Linked DNA regions of Macaca mulatta: region 2 is linked to region 1. The links are chromatin contacts, called in public Hi-C maps. All regions are on one chromosome and are shown on one strand. Each heading gives the region's core, a stretch centred on a gene start, on an enhancer-like site or on the middle of the called end of the contact. The rest is flanking DNA. Distances are from core to core; before and after follow the strand shown.

The links. A called contact is a pair of places that touch in the nucleus more often than the background predicts.
Region 2: a contact with region 1 is called in a Hi-C map of fibroblasts, with 4 times the contacts expected there. The contact joins two enhancer-like sites. A contact is called at or near these places in 7 of 14 Hi-C or Micro-C datasets (CD4 T cells, blood, cortical neurons and 4 more).

The regions. Positions count from the first base shown.
Region 1 is chr14:45,529,117-45,532,502 of T2T-MMU8v2.0, reverse strand. All of the region lies in intron 5 of NAV2 (neuron navigator 2), which reads left to right. Among named protein-coding and RNA genes, the nearest start is that of NAV2, 180 kb to the left of the region's middle. Within about 2 kb of position 1,887, at least 3 of the 40 cell types and tissues checked have an H3K27ac peak or open chromatin away from gene starts, as enhancers often do.
Region 2 is chr14:45,835,694-45,839,079 of T2T-MMU8v2.0, reverse strand. No RefSeq gene overlaps it. Among named protein-coding and RNA genes, the nearest start is that of NAV2, 130 kb to the right of the region's middle. Within about 2 kb of position 1,784, at least 9 of the 40 cell types and tissues checked have an H3K27ac peak or open chromatin away from gene starts, as enhancers often do.

The DNA of each region.
Region 1 (3,386 bases), core at 638-3,137:
AGATATTCTGCTTTTCAACTCTACCTGTGCTCTTAGCCTTCTTAATTAACACCATACCCCTGGAGGGCAGGACAAAGTCCAAACTCCATAGTATAGCATACAAGGTCTTCCCTGCCCTGCCCTGCTTGCTTCTCTAGCCTCATTTCCTCCCACTCTGTCCCCCAAGTCCCAGCACACACCAGCGCTTTCTTTCCCCTGTACTTTCTACAGGCTTTCCCTTGGAGTGGCATGCTCTGCCCCCTGCTTTCCCATCTCCCATTCAGCATGCTGGACTTGCTCTGGGGTCTTCTATGCACTAGCTTTCCTGATCATCTCACCAACCTCCGAGATTTTCATTTCCTTCTCTGAATACCTTCTGAACGTCATGTATTTTATCAATACATGTGTAATCTAGATGTCAGCTGGGGTCGACAAGCCCTTTGAGATCTCGGTAAGATTGAGCATTCTAGCTCTGCCTCTTTCAGTTTGTAGAAAGTCCAGTGGCCTCCCAGGTTTGCTCGGGTATCTCAGGTTCTCGTGGTCACCTTTGGCTTTGAAATCCTGCCCTTGAACTCCAGTACTTGTAAGTTCAGTCTGAATTAGTTCAGTTTGTGGATGGGCTCATCATCCCAAGAGATGTTTTGGTTCCCTCCTGGGTGAGTCCAGGCTTAGCTTTTTTTTCTTTCTTCCCACCTGCCACACAGTCATTACGGCCTTTGTTTGTGAACCAAATATTGTTGAAAATGTCAGACCGAGGGGGCTTACTTTGGAGCAAGCAACGATCTGAGCCCATTTACAACAGAACCTAAGTGTTCAACTACAGAGTTAACATAGATTCTCTCTGAATGGTGGGAAAAAGTACATGATCTCCATCCAGTTTTCTGATTTGATCAAGTTCAGGGAGCCGTCCTGTCTAAGGTGTGGAGGCGATAGTGGTCAGGGGTGGACAGGAGCTGGCTTGAGCTTTGTGGTGGCTTTTGATGGCTATATGCAAGCCATTCTCCCTTTACCCTGTCAGCTGTCCTCGTAGTCCTCAAGAACTCCTTCTCCATGTTCCAGAAGGCTTGGCACAATGCTGCAGCCATTTGAACGATGTGCTGCTCCCATCAAAAGAGCAGCTAGCCACTGACTCAGTGAAAAGAATCTCACCATGACAACCCAAGGGAAACCCAGAACTGTCTTAGTCCAAAACCGGGGATGTTTCATTCCAGAGAGTGGAGCCCACAGATACCCCAAGTGTAAGATCTCAGTCAGCCACAGATATTTGGATTGAGTAGTTTCTCTTCTGGAATGTTCCTAGGGAAATGACGAGCCCTGCCTGCCAAAGCCTATCTTGCCTCTTTGAAAATGTTCATCTCGGACTCTTGTATATTGATTTTTGTCCAGTTCTCTCTGATACTTTAACCTAGAGTCATCTGTTTTCTTCTTGATTTATCCAATTATTTCTTGTGCCATAGCATGTTTCTTTTATGCCAATGTCCAGTCCCTTCATGAACCTGTGTTCAGTGGAGAAGAAGAGAAAGGAAACTACCATACGGTGGCCAGACATTAAGCCATTTCAGATTTACAGCTGTACCCAATAGTATACTTGTTAACCATTGGGTATAACTGTAAATCATTATTCATCATTATTCCAAAGTTACAGGTAAGGAATATGAATCTCAGAGAAGTTATGAGACTGCTCCAGGGTCTTGTGTATGGAAAAACCTGTATTCTATCCATTACACCATGGTGCCTCACAGAGGACCAGACTGTCTACCTGATTCAAGGTTGTATCTTTCCCATCCTATGCTTTGATTGCTTCCCTCTATCCTGTCCTAAAAATCTGCTGTGGTTCAGCCTAGGGTCAGCACAGTGGGGGCTCTCCAGCAACTCTGAAAGGAATGCATCTTTCCCCTCTTCATTGCTTTTTGCTTCCCTGCCCTTTGCAAATTCCACACTTTGGTAGAATACTGTGACTTGCATTCCCCTACACCACTTAATACCATTGCTGTGACATCATCTTGGAACAAGTCCATAATCCTTTCCTAGGCCTATCTGTGGGCATAATGATTCCCGAAGCCTATGTCTGGTTTAAAAAGTCCAGCCCAAGGGAGGTCCAGATCTTCACCTGCAGAAGCTCTTCTATTGGATGTGAGTAATCAGATAGCACTGACTTGAAGGACTTGCAGAACATTGTTTGCATTGGAAGCAGAACCAAGAGGTACTAAGATCCCCCTGCTGGACCTCCTATGCCAGATATGCTAGCCACATCTGGTCCCCAAACACAGGCACTGACACTGCTAGTATTTTGTACTCCATTCTGTGTCTGTCTTTGTGGAGTGAATGTCCTCTCCAAACAAGATGGGGTAAATTAACTAAGGGACAAATCCTTGCAGTGCAGTGGGAAGTAATTCTCACTGCAACATGTTGGGGGAAGAGCTAACCCCCTTCTTTCTCTCCCAGCTCCCAGTCAGGGAATTGGGCCAGCTTCTTTTTAACTATATAAATTTTACAGTCCCCTCACACCAGCTCATGTTCTCTGTTTACTCTACAACCATCTTTCTTGCCCAGCCAACAAGAAAAAGTTTAAAGTGATTGCCTGCTTATATCTAAAATGCTTCCAGACTGTAGACTTCTTTGGTGCTTACAGATTTGCATGGAAAGAGAAGGCTGAAAGTTTATGGCTTGAAAATTCAGACTTATCACTAGATCTAATGCTAGTCAGTTGAGGTTCCAGTGGCTTTTAAACACAGCTAAGTGGATTTCAGCTGAAAGATATAACTAAACATTTCATCATTTATTCATCTTTCAACTTTAATTATTGGAAACAGCCTGCTTAGTAATTCCCTGGACCAAAATTCTGATTTGAGGAGTCTTACCATTAACTCTTTGGTGAATGGGCCATAATATCTTTAGACACATTATGGATGGTGACTTTATTTCCCAAGCCACCCAAAATGAGGTGTTTTATTTAAAGGGAGAATGTTGTGTGTTTGTCTTTAGGCTAACAAATTCCTACCAGTTTTACAGGAAAAATGTGTGATGTTTTCCATCTACCGTGCAGATAAGTTGTACTTCAGCCTCAAAATAATGCCTGTGGAGACAGGTCGTCAGGCGTTGAAGGGAAATGTATTTGTGGGCAAGTGTTTCCAACCAACCTTAAGTTTTTATTGCAAATATGTTGGGTTCTGAGTAGTAGTAATTCACCTTCTCACCATTATAAATTGTCCTTTTCTTGATACTTACAACCCCAGATTATGGCAAACAATTTTATACCTATCAGAAGAGATGCACACCAAGGTTATCAGTTTAGAATCCTCTGAGGCCTTTATGTTCCATGTTTGATAGAAATGACTGACTTGACCCTATTAAAAAGTGAAAATGCTTATCTCAGAGGGGGGATAAAAAGTGAACTTTGTTTTTGT
Region 2 (3,386 bases), core at 535-3,034, 310 kb before region 1:
AGATATTAAATACATTACCAGCAGAGCCCTTATTAACTTAACATCTGGACCTATCAGAAAGCAGACGCTGGGACACTGGATAGCTCAATTTGATTGCTATGAGAGCTCTCGGGAAACCAAAGAAATACAAAGGTTTGGATTGTGGACAGATAGAATTTTCAAAATTTAGAGAAGATCCAAAATCTTCTCATTGCTTAGATGGACAAACCAAGACCAGGGATAAGAAGTGAATTTCCCAAGCCTGCCCAATAGTCAGGACCACACCCTCCCTACCAGCTCTCCATTACTTCCCTAGTCTCTCTCTCCAGATGCAGCTCTACCAGTCATACAGAGTTTGGTGCCAGGACTCAGGAGTCGGAGCTCCATTACAGTTAGGCTAGATCTTTGTGAATATTGAGGCTGAGAGTGAAATTTAGTCATGGTCTCCTTTTGATGCAGAGGGACCTTTATAGACCAGAGTTGATTTTTGTCTGTAACAACTGTAAAGTAAAATGAACATCCTGGTTGCTATTTGAGCCCTTGGATCAGGATGCACCTGGTGGGCTGCAGTAAATCTTGAAGTAGCATCCATTAATCAGCTACACCAGAATTTATCAATGTGCTTGTTAAAATGCTGAGTCCTGGGCTTTACCCAAGACCCATTGAATCCTGGGTCTATGGGGCATTTTAACATGTATCCCAAGCAGTGCACATGCCCCCAAAAGTTGGAGAACCACTACTACAATGGAAGATCTGGAGTTAAACTTGCCTGGGTTCAAATGTGGGCTCTGCCAGTTACCAGATGTATGAACTTCAGCATGCGTGAGCTTCAGGCTCCTCCTGTAACATGAAGAGAATAGGAATAACTACCTCACAGGGTTATTGACAGAGTTAAGGGAGGTAAAGCAGGAAAAATGCTTAGCATGGGGCCTGGAACCTTGCAAGTAAATATTAAGCAAATCAATTAATTAAAGCAAAGTAAATATATTTAATAAACTAAATATTGAAGAAATAAATATTAGCTGCTACTGTAATATCGTTCTTTAGAGACATTCCCTGTCTTCAGCTGTTCACACGGAGGCCAGCTGCAGCCTCTGCAATCAGGAGCCCTTGGGGCCGCAGGAGCCCGTCCCCGCCCGAACCCTCCACCCCTACCCCTCCAGGGAAGATGAGCGGCTGTAAGAAGCCTGACCTACCCATTCTGTGGCCGGGGCCTTGGGGAGTGCAGTGACAATGGCCACCAGAAGGGGGCAGCATAAGCACATTTCAGGGCACAGCCTGAGTGATCCTTGAGGGTGGGGCACTCTCTGGGGGAATGGGCTGAGGCTGGGATCAGCCTTTCTTCTCGAATCTTCCCCCCAGTGTGGACAGGAATATCTGGTGATGCTCACAAGACAGAATTCTGCTTTTCCTCTAATTGCTCAAAAAATGAGACCCTGCGCTGGCTGACACTAGCTCTTCCTTGAAGCTTCAGGAAGCGGCTCATTAGCTGTTAATTTTATTTTCACCACCCAGTCGGGCCCTGGCAGGCCGTCGGCAGAGTGCTGGCTGCCGGGCCTTTCTAAGGAGACTCTTGGCAGAGCTCTGATCTGGGCGTCGTGTTCTTTTTCCATTTGGAGGAGCAACTGCGTGAGGTGCCTCACCAGACTAAGCGAGAGGGGCTGAGGGGTGGGGTGGGGCGTGAGTGTCCGGACCTGCCCTCTAATCCGGAGCCAAAAGTCAGTTCCCTTCGTGCGGTCCCCTAGAAATCAGGGGGCGGGGAGGTCCGCCGCTGCTTGAGTGCCTACCGTGTGCTATTCTGTACCTCCCACCGGGCTCTGCAGGAGCATGTCACAGAGGGTAAGCCTGAGGCTCAAAGAGGTCGGGTGACTTGCTCAGAACCACACGGCCAGTGAGCAGCAAAACTAATAATCACACTGGGCCAGGCGTGGTGGCTCAGCCTGTAGTCCCAGCACTTTGGGAGGCAGAATCAGAGGATCACCTGAGGTCAGGAGTTCGAGACCAGCCTGGTCAACATGGTGAAACCCTACCTCTACTAAAAAATACAAAGATTAGCCTGGCGTGATGGCAGATGCCTGTAATCCCAGCTACTCGGGAGGCTGAGGCAGGAGAACCACTTGAACCGAGAGGCAGAGGTTGCAGTGAGCCAAGATCAAGCCACTGTACTCAGTCTGGATGACAGAGTAAGACCCTGCCTGCCCCCTCTCCAGAAAAAGGTAATAATGGCACGGCCGCCTAGTCTGTGCCCAGTATGTTGCCAGGCTCCATGGCTGTCCTTTTACATATGTTTACGCCTACATCAACCAAATCTGTAAAGCCCAGTGGCTGAGTTTAAAGCCCATGCTTTTCTTTCTACTCCACACTGCCTGGAAATCCCTGGAAGTCCTCTTCTCCTGTTTCCCTAATCTTTCAAATCATTCAGATTCCCATTTGTTCCACAATTAAAGGTCCCCTCCTCCCTCTTCATCCAAGAGTCCTTTGGCGAGAGCTTTGGTAGTGGCTTGATCACATTCTGAATTTGAGATTTGCCTGTAATGAGCAGTTTTTTGCTAGGCTCTGCTCCTAGGAGTCCAGGAGTCAGGACATCTGAGGAAGGGCTACATTCATCACTGATCTCTCCCTTAACCACCCCTTTCATAGTTATTTGGAATAAGCTCAAATTTCATTGATTTTCCTACAGTGATAAATTGACAGCCTTCCTTTTTTTTCCCACAGAAATCAATGCCAGTAAAATGACTGCTACAGCCTACTCCCTGCTTTGAATACACCATTAAAATAAACCATGTCTGTGTGCAAACATGTGTGCACCCAATGAGATGTGCTTTTCAAAGACACTGTCATGCAGTGTACACAACACTGTGCAGACATTTCAATTTTCCTCCCGGCTGTCTCGCCATCCAAAGACGAAATGTTCAATGTGGCCTGGCATCCAGTGGCAGCTGGAGGAAAAGAACTTGCAACTTCGTGTTTCTCCTCCGGAGCTCTGGGCTTGCTCTCATTTGCACTGGTGAATTGTAATGTCAGCAGCCTATGGAGAGACCGCAGGATACTGGGCTGCAGCATGAAAAGCTATCCAAGGAAATTTTTTTTTTTTTTTTTTTTTTTTTTGGTGGGACAGGGTCTCGCTCTGTCACCCAAGCTGGAGTGCAGTGGCATCATCGCAGCTCACTACAGCCTAAAACTCTGGGGCTCAAGCGATCCTGTCACCTTCAAGCCTTCCGAGTAACTGGGACTACAGGTGCACACCAACATACCTGGCTATTTTTTTTTTTTTTTTTTAAGAACAGGGTTTCACCATGTTGCCCAGCCTGTCTCAAACTCCTGGTCTCAAGCGATCCAGCCTCCTCAGCCTTCCAAAGTGCTGGGATTACAGGCATGAGCCACTATTCCCAACCCAAGGTGGTCAT